Linked DNA regions of Sus scrofa: region 2 is linked to region 1. Evidence: chromatin contacts called from public HiChIP or PLAC-seq data. All regions are on one chromosome and are shown on one strand. The core of a region is the stretch at or near the end of the contact, and the rest is flanking DNA. Distances in the headings are between cores, read along the strand shown.

The links. HiChIP or PLAC-seq counts read pairs in DNA pulled down with a chosen protein or histone mark.
Region 2: an H3K27ac HiChIP or PLAC-seq map of alveolar macrophages shows a contact between it and region 1. The contact joins two enhancer-like sites. A contact is called at or near these places in 1 of 5 promoter capture datasets (skeletal muscle), 1 of 47 Hi-C or Micro-C datasets (retroperitoneal adipose tissue) and 2 of 2 datasets of contacts at active chromatin or transcription factors (alveolar macrophages and skeletal muscle).

Annotation. Positions count from the first base shown.
Region 1 is chr7:64,492,147-64,495,958 of Sscrofa11.1, forward strand. All of the region lies in intron 1 of LOC110261573 (a long non-coding RNA gene), which reads right to left. Among named protein-coding and RNA genes, the nearest start is that of NFKBIA, 14 kb to the right of the region's middle. Within about 2 kb of position 1,540, at least 19 of the 83 cell types and tissues checked have an H3K27ac peak or open chromatin away from gene starts, as enhancers often do. A contact at or near this core is called in alveolar macrophages, where this site is marked.
Region 2 is chr7:64,641,768-64,645,830 of Sscrofa11.1, forward strand. The region is part of intron 5 of KIAA0391 (mitochondrial ribonuclease P protein 3); the gene reads right to left. Among named protein-coding and RNA genes, the nearest start is that of PSMA6, 40 kb to the left of the region's middle. Within about 2 kb of position 1,959, at least 1 of the 83 cell types and tissues checked has an H3K27ac peak or open chromatin away from gene starts, as enhancers often do. A contact at or near this core is called in alveolar macrophages, where this site is marked.

The DNA of each region.
Region 1 (3,812 bases), core at 290-2,789:
TCATGTAAAGACTGGGCCATAAAATTTGTTTTTGTTGGTGGAAACAAGGCACAACGGCTTATTGGGGTGGGGGCACTGTGAAGCATTTTGCTGTTTTGTGGTCTGGCATTTGGGATTGTTTTTTAATTAGAAGGGAAACACGAGTGTAGGGTGTTTGCCATTTAGCTGTTTTCCAAAAAGATACCCTTGAGTCTCCATCCACAACACTGTTTCGTTTGGCAAAAGAAAAGAGGCATTAGCCAAGTTTCCTTTTCCTCACTTTCAATTGAGCTGAACTACATTTGAACCGAGCAGATTAACCACATCAAAACTCACCTCCAGCACAAAGGCCTTTCTAGTAAGTGGAACTGGGGGTCTCCCCTCTCACCTAGCATCATTCCTAAGTCCAAACACTAGAGGTATTTTACCAAAGTTGCTCGATGACTTGGTGAGAATATTGAAACAGGCTTTAAATGTAAAGAGTAGTTGTGCTGAATGACCTTTAAAGATCACTTAGGTCCCCACGATTTAAGATTCTAAGGCTCAAAAAAAAAAAAAAAAAAAAAGTCCCTACCCCAAAGAGCCCCCAGCAGGACCAATTGCCTAGGCTCCTGGAGTGGCCCATGAGTGGTATATTTTTCTGGGTGGGACAGAGGGCCTGCTCTAGAGAGATGGGGAACTCACCTCCAGAAACTCACCCTCTACCCTGTGTGGGCCACTAAGCGCCTAGAATCCATGGAAAGAAAAAAAACTCAGCAGGGCAAACTTTAAAAAAAAAAATTTGCCTCCCCCCACCGCCCCCCATGTGCAGTGGCAGACCAGGGATTGAACCCGGGCCGCAGCAGTAAAAGCACAGAGTTCTGACCTCTAGACCACCAGGAAACTTCTAAAACTTGTTTTTAAATCCCATGCTTTATAATTTTTCCCCCACAGATACCTTGACAATTCGCCAATGCGACTTCAAAACTGTATTGTACTCAAGGAAACCAATGTGGTCTCTGAAGACTCAAAACCAAATTGTGAGGGAAGCTTAGAATTCACTTTGTTCTGCTAGAGCTAATTTCTCATGTACCAATGGGAAAACATTAATTCTCATAAATCTCCCTCCATTCTCAGAGACCTAGGATATAATCTCCTAAAGCCCAGGACTGCATCTTTTTAGCCCTATGTTTTGGGGCAGGACCTAGCCCCACAGACAACACTCAAACACTTTGCTCTGCCCCAGATTCAATTCTATTCCAGGTCCAACTGTGTAGGTGAGAACAGAAGAAAATGCAAAATTTTTTATTAGGATCATGATCCGTCAAGCCTAGTAGTTTGCCTGCTATGTGTTTGAATATAAATTCTGTCACCTTCCAGAGCAACAAACATTCTCATCTGTCCTTTAACGTGTTAGTGAGTCTTCCCCGCCCCCAGTACAGGTGGCTGTGGGGTGGGCCAGGACCCAAAACTCTCAACCATAAAAAGAATGTAGGCTGACAAACTGAAAGTCTGAGCCACTGCCCACGACTCATATGGGTGGGGTCCTTTTTTCCCAGAAGCACAGACAATGTTATTTGTAATACAGAAAAAATGTGGCAGATGTTGCCAGGGCAATTCTTTCAGCACTGAGTGAAAAGGTTGGGTGGGGGCAGGGCATAGATGAGGAAGGGGAGGGCGAGATATGCACTTACACACAGAAAAGGTGGTCAGAGAAAAACACATTTCCTCCGAGGTCTGTCTCTCCAGCCTGGTCTGTATTCAGTTTGGGGGTAGGGGGAAACAGGCAGCTGAGCAAACTCCTTAGCCACTTGGTGGAGACAATTTCTAGCAGCTTTCAGTATCGGGAGAGTATTTGGGACCTAATATTCCCTCACAAGCAGATAGTACAGTTTAGTACCAGAGAAGCAGAGTGACGTTTTGGGGAGGAACTTCCTAAATGTTCCAAACCCACTCCTAAGAGCCCAGCATTGACCTGGCTTTCTGGGATCTCTGACTTCATTTCCTATTACTCTTCCCCTGACTCACCCCACTTCACCCACCCTGACTCCCTGCTGCTCCTCCAAGAGTGCACCCACCTCAGGACCTTTGCACCTACTGAACATTGTCCACGCCCTCAGCTCTCCCTTCCTTTAGGTCTTTTCTTCAGTGTTGCCCTCTCACCTTCCCAGCCACCCTACTTAAAATGTCAGTGTGTCCTCCTGTCTTGACATTTCTACTGCTTTCTCTGATTTATTTTTCCCCTAAGTACTCTCACTAATGTATTCTTTTTTTTCTTTTTTTTTTTTAGGGCCACACCCATGGCATATGCAATTCTCAGGCTAGGGGGTCAAATCAGAGCTGCAGCTGCCAGCTCACCCCACGGCCACAGCCACAGCAATGTCAGATCCCAGCTACATCTGTGACCTATACCACAGCTCACGGCAACTCGGATTCCTTAATCCACTGAGGTCAGGGATCGAACCCGCATCCTCATGGATACCAGTCAGGTTTGTTTCTGCTGACCCACAACAGAAACTCTCTGACTATTGTCTTCTACATTTGACTTATTTATTCAGTGTGTTTGGGTCTCCTGCACAATGTAAGCTCTGTGAGGGCAGAGTTTGGGACTGTATCTCCCATGCCCAGAAGAGGGTCTAGAACAGAGCTATCGGTTTTGGGCCCTCAAAACCGATAGCTCCTACCTTTCCCCCTTCCCTCCCTCACCTCCAGTCACAAAGATCTGTAGATCCTTGTTCTTGGAACTCTTTGGCCACCTTTCCTCCTCGCTTTCCAGTCACTGCATGTAATCCGCCATCCAGTCTACTTGCCACACTGTCTTCCGAAGCACACCACGTAACATCCCTCACCAGTGTATTCTAGAGGCTCACCATGGCTCTCAAGGCACCAGTCCAACTTGTTTGTTTGGTCAACCTGTCCCTGCTTCATCTCCTTCCACCTGATACCCTCATCTCCCCCCACCGCATACCAAGCCACCTGCAACTGCTTGTTCCACACCCTCGGGCTTTGCCACGGACTCCACCTTCTCCTGGTATGTCCTTCCTCCCCTTTTTCTGACTCCTACTTGTCCCTTAAAGCTGCCCTTTATCACCTCACATCTGTCAGAATGGTCATCATCAAAAAGAATACAGATAGGAATTCCCCGGTGGCCTAGATGTTAAGGATCCAGCATTGTCACTGCATGGCTCTGGTTGCTGCTATGCCACAGGTTAGATCCCTGGCCTGGGAACTTTGACCTGCCACAGATGCAACCAGGAAAAAAAAAAGAAGAACATAAATAACAAACTTTGGTGAGGATGTGAAGAAAAGGGAAACTTTGTGCACTACTGGTGGGAATGCAAATGGGTGCATCCACTGTGGAAAACAGTACGGAGTTTCCTCCAAAAAAACTAAAAACTGGGAAGTTCCCTGGTGGCCTAGTGGTTAAGGATCTACCATTATCACTGCTGTGACTCGAGTCACTGCTGTGGTGCAGGTTCGATCCCCAACCCGGGAACTTCTGCGTGACACAGGCATGGCCAAAGAAAACCTAAAACTTGAACTGCCATATGTCCCAGCAATTCCACTTCTGCGCATATATCTGAAAGGAACAAAAACACCAACTCAAAAAATATACATGCACCTCAGTATTCACAGCAGCATTATTTACAAAAGCCAAGATATGGAAGCAACCTAAGTGTCCATCAACAGATGAATGAATAAAGAAGACGTGATATGTGTGTATAAGTGTATGTGTATATGTACATATCACATATAATATGACATGTAATAGTATTATATATACACATATATATGCCATAAAATGGACTAGTCAGCCATAAAAAAGAATTAAATTTTGCCATTTGCAACAACAT
Region 2 (4,063 bases), core at 709-3,208, 150 kb after region 1:
CCCTGCCAGCCCAGGGGAAGCCAGGCAGCTGAGCAGGGCCGGCATCCTCCTCAGTCTGATGGGTGGACTCCCTGGGTGGGCAGCTGGAGGATCAGTGGCTCACAAGCTCATGGCAGGGGCTCCAGTGGGGTCCTTGATCCACACTCCTGGTACCATGGCTAGTGTCCTGACTCTGAGCTCTCCTCTGGCAGCAAGTCCCTCCAGGGTGCCTGCGTCTGCATGGGGAGCTCTTAGCTCTGCCGCACGTGGTGCCCTTGGGCGCCCACCCTCAAGTCCCCACACCCAGCCTACGGGTGACTCGGGTCCTCAGTGGTCACTGCTGGTTGGCCTTTGGGCATTGGATGGTGAGATGAGTCCTCTCGCTGCAGGCTTAGAACCTAGTCTTTCCACACTGACTGGATATCTGGCCTCCTCCACAGGCTGAGGGTCCAACCTTGCTTGGGGGGAGGAAGTCCTTATCCTCAGCATGCTGCTTGTTAAAATCTGCACATAAAATCGCTCAGGACTGCTGTCTGTTCCTCCAAGACCCTGACTGATGGAGGGTTACTGGAGGGATTAAATACAGTCACAAAGTCACTCAATAGTGCCTGGCACAGGACAACAATTGCAGAAGTGAAGGCTGTTTGGACCCCAAGGGCAGAAATTTCATCAGTTCCCTCTGCTACATCTCTAGCACCTGTTGTTTCTGGAAGGTGGGAGCTGGCAAATAAACCGCTGTCCGTTAAACACAGAAAAAAAAATATAGTTGATTTACAATGTCATGCCAATTTCTGCTGTACAACAAAGTGACCCAGTCATACCTATATATACATTCTTTTTATCATACCATCTTCCATCATGCTGTAGCCCAAGAGACTTGATATGGTTCCCGTGCTGTAGAGTAGGACCTCATTGCTTATCCATTCTAAATGTAATAGTTTGCATCTTCTCATCATGTTTTCATCTGCCTGCCACTCACTGGTACTGTCTCTGCCTCAGTTCTACATTTGAGAGCTGCCTATGCTTGCCGGAGAAGAGGGAGAAGGGGAGGAGAGGGAGAGAAATAGCACTGTGTATTTAAAGATGAATGACATTTCATTGATGGAACTATTCAAGAGCTATGTACTATGTAAAATACAGATGAACTTTTTTTTTTTTTTTTTTTTTTTTTTTTGTCTTTTTAGGGCCACACCCTCAGCATATGGAGGTTCCCAAGCTAGGGGTCTAATCAGAGCTATAGCTGCCAACCTATACCACAGCAACAGCAGTGCCAGATCCAAGACACGTCTGTGACCATACCACAGCTCATGGCAACATCAGATCCTTAACCCACTGAGCGAGGCCAGGGATCAAACCCGTGACCTCATGGTTCCTAGTTTCCACTGTGCCACGACGGGAACTCCCACAGATAAACATTTGATGAGAATGGGAGTACTGGAAGAAGGTGAGCAAAGGAAGTGTTCCAGAGAAGCAGCAGAAGCTGGGGTGAGGAGGGAGAAGGAAGTTTTCACTGGGTGGTATCTAAGGAGTGGACATTTCATAAGCCTGGTGACGCAGTTCCAGAGAGAAGAGGCTGAAACTGAGCTGGAGTTCTACTCCCACTCTGGGACCATGTGCCTCGAGCAAAGATTTGAAACTGATGACTGACTGAGTCTATAAAGCTCTTTGAATCTCTTCGAAGAAAGTATATAAACAAAACACCCTTACTTTATTATGATGTCATAAATGACCCCACTGGTTCACAGGAGACTCACCATCTCCTATATCCTGCCTTCGTCAGTCTTTGGTATTTTAGGGAGATTTCAATGATCTCATGTTGTCTCTAGTCAATGAAACAATCCTGCTGAGGAAGAGAATTGCCCTTCCTGCCACGGGAACATCCTGTCAAGTGTGGGATGTGTTTCCTGCGCACCATGCCTGCTCCAATGCCATTAGCACCCACACAGTTATCCAGCCGTTTTGAAAATGATTAAATTGGTGGCCTGGGTGGATTTCCCCAGCTATCTGAGAGTCAGCTGTCTAGAGACAGAAGAATTGGCTCCTGACTCACAGTGTGACTTTTCTCCAACATTCACATGCGTTTTTTTTTTTTTTTTTTTTTTTTTTTTGTCTTTTTGCTATTTCTTTGGGCCGCTCCCGCAGCATATGGAGGTTCCCAGGCTAGGGGTCGAATCGGAGCTGTAGCTGCCGGCCTATGCCAGAGCCACAGCAACGCGGGATCCGAGCCTCGTCTGTGACCTACACCACAGCTCACGGCAACGCAGGATCCTTAACCCACTGAGCAAGGGCAGGGACCGAACCCGCAACCTCATGGTTCCTAGTCGGATTCGTTAACCACTGCGCCACGAAGGGAACTCCCGCATGCGTTTTTTGGTCTTTTTAGTTTCTCTGTAAGATATCTGTGTTCCCTTCATCATTGTGAGGCAGGAAAGAATAGAATTTTGAAAATGGAAAATGAATTTCAGGAAGATTAAATTAACTTATTCTGATGCATATTATTTTATTTTTGTCTTTTTTAGGGCTGTACCTGTAATGTATGAATATCCTCAGGAGAGGGGTTGAATTGGAGGTGTAGCTGCTGGCCCATGCCACAGTCACAGCAACACGGGATCCAAGCCACACCTGTGACCTAAACCACAGTTCATGGCAATGCCTGATCCTTAACCTACTGAGCAAGGCCAGGGATCGAACCCATGACCTCATGGATCCTAGTCCAATTAACTACTAAAAGTTAATCAAAAATTTCTCCCAGGGTTCTAGACCCAGTCCATATACAGAAAATAATTTGCTCACACTGGAAAAGTATGTAACCACTTTGGTTCACAAGCCACTATTTAATGATTAGAAAAGAAAAAATATGATGAGCAGGGCTCTGCAGGCTTGAAAATCCATGTATCTATTGGCTGCTCTGCCTCACGCAGCTTTTGTCTTGGTACAGAGTCACACAATTGTACACTGCAGCTTTTGGTTTTGTTTTCTGGGACAAAATACATAAAAGACCTGTCAGTTCAAAATATATAAAAGACCTAGGTAAATGAATAGATAACCTTGGACAGCTCTAATGTTCCAAGCCATTTACATAGTTGTGCAGCAGAAGGGTTTATACAGTAAATGAAACTAACAGAGACATAAAAGAGACTTCCACTTTCTATCCACCATTTAATAGCATAGTAATTAAGTAATAGAACAGTAATAGTAATTAAGAGCACAAGCCTTGGCATCAGGCTGCCTGGGTTCAAATTCTGGTTCCACTAGGTCAGAGTTGTGTGACCTCTGCTACATTTCCTCTTTGGCCTTTGTTTCATAATTGGTAAAATGGAGATACAAATTACATTATTTTGAGGATTAATTTAGATGTAGATACAAAGCACATGGAAAATTACTCAATGAATATTAGCTATCATTTGACAGCCTGGATTAGTAATTTAGACCTCCCAAGCTACACTGTTTTTCCACCCTTCCCCCTTCTTTCCTTCTCCCACCACAAAAAAAAAAAAAAAAAAAAAAAAAAGGAAAAAGAAAAGGAAAAGATGGAGTTCCTGTCGTGGCTCGGTGGTTAACAAATCCGACTAGGAACCATGAGGTTGCAGGTTCGATCCCTGGCCTCGCTCAGTGGGTTAAGGATCTGGTGTTGCTGTGAGCTGTGGTGTAGGTCACAGACTCGGCTCGGATCTGGCGTTGCTGTGGTGTAGGCCAGCAGCTGTAGCTCCGATTAGACCCCTAGCCTGGGAACGTCCATATGCCTAGGGTGCAGCCCTAAAAAGACAAAAAAAGAAAAGGAAAAGAAAGAAAGAAGAGTAAAAATTTTAAAAAAAGAAGGAATAGAAATTCTTTTGGTATCATCACAGACTTGGGTGATTTTTGTGTTAATTTCTCTGTCAACACAATAAGAGTAGAACAAACTTTCAGGTTCAGAGGCAAAAGAACATGTGCATCTAATCTTTCTTTTTTTTTTTTCATTTCCATGTGCATCTAATCTTCATCCCACTTGAAACCCTCACTAAAACTATAATAAAGAGTCTTTCTAAAATGTCAAACCCACAAAAACTTGGAGAATAAGAGGAGAGACAACAGCAATAAAACC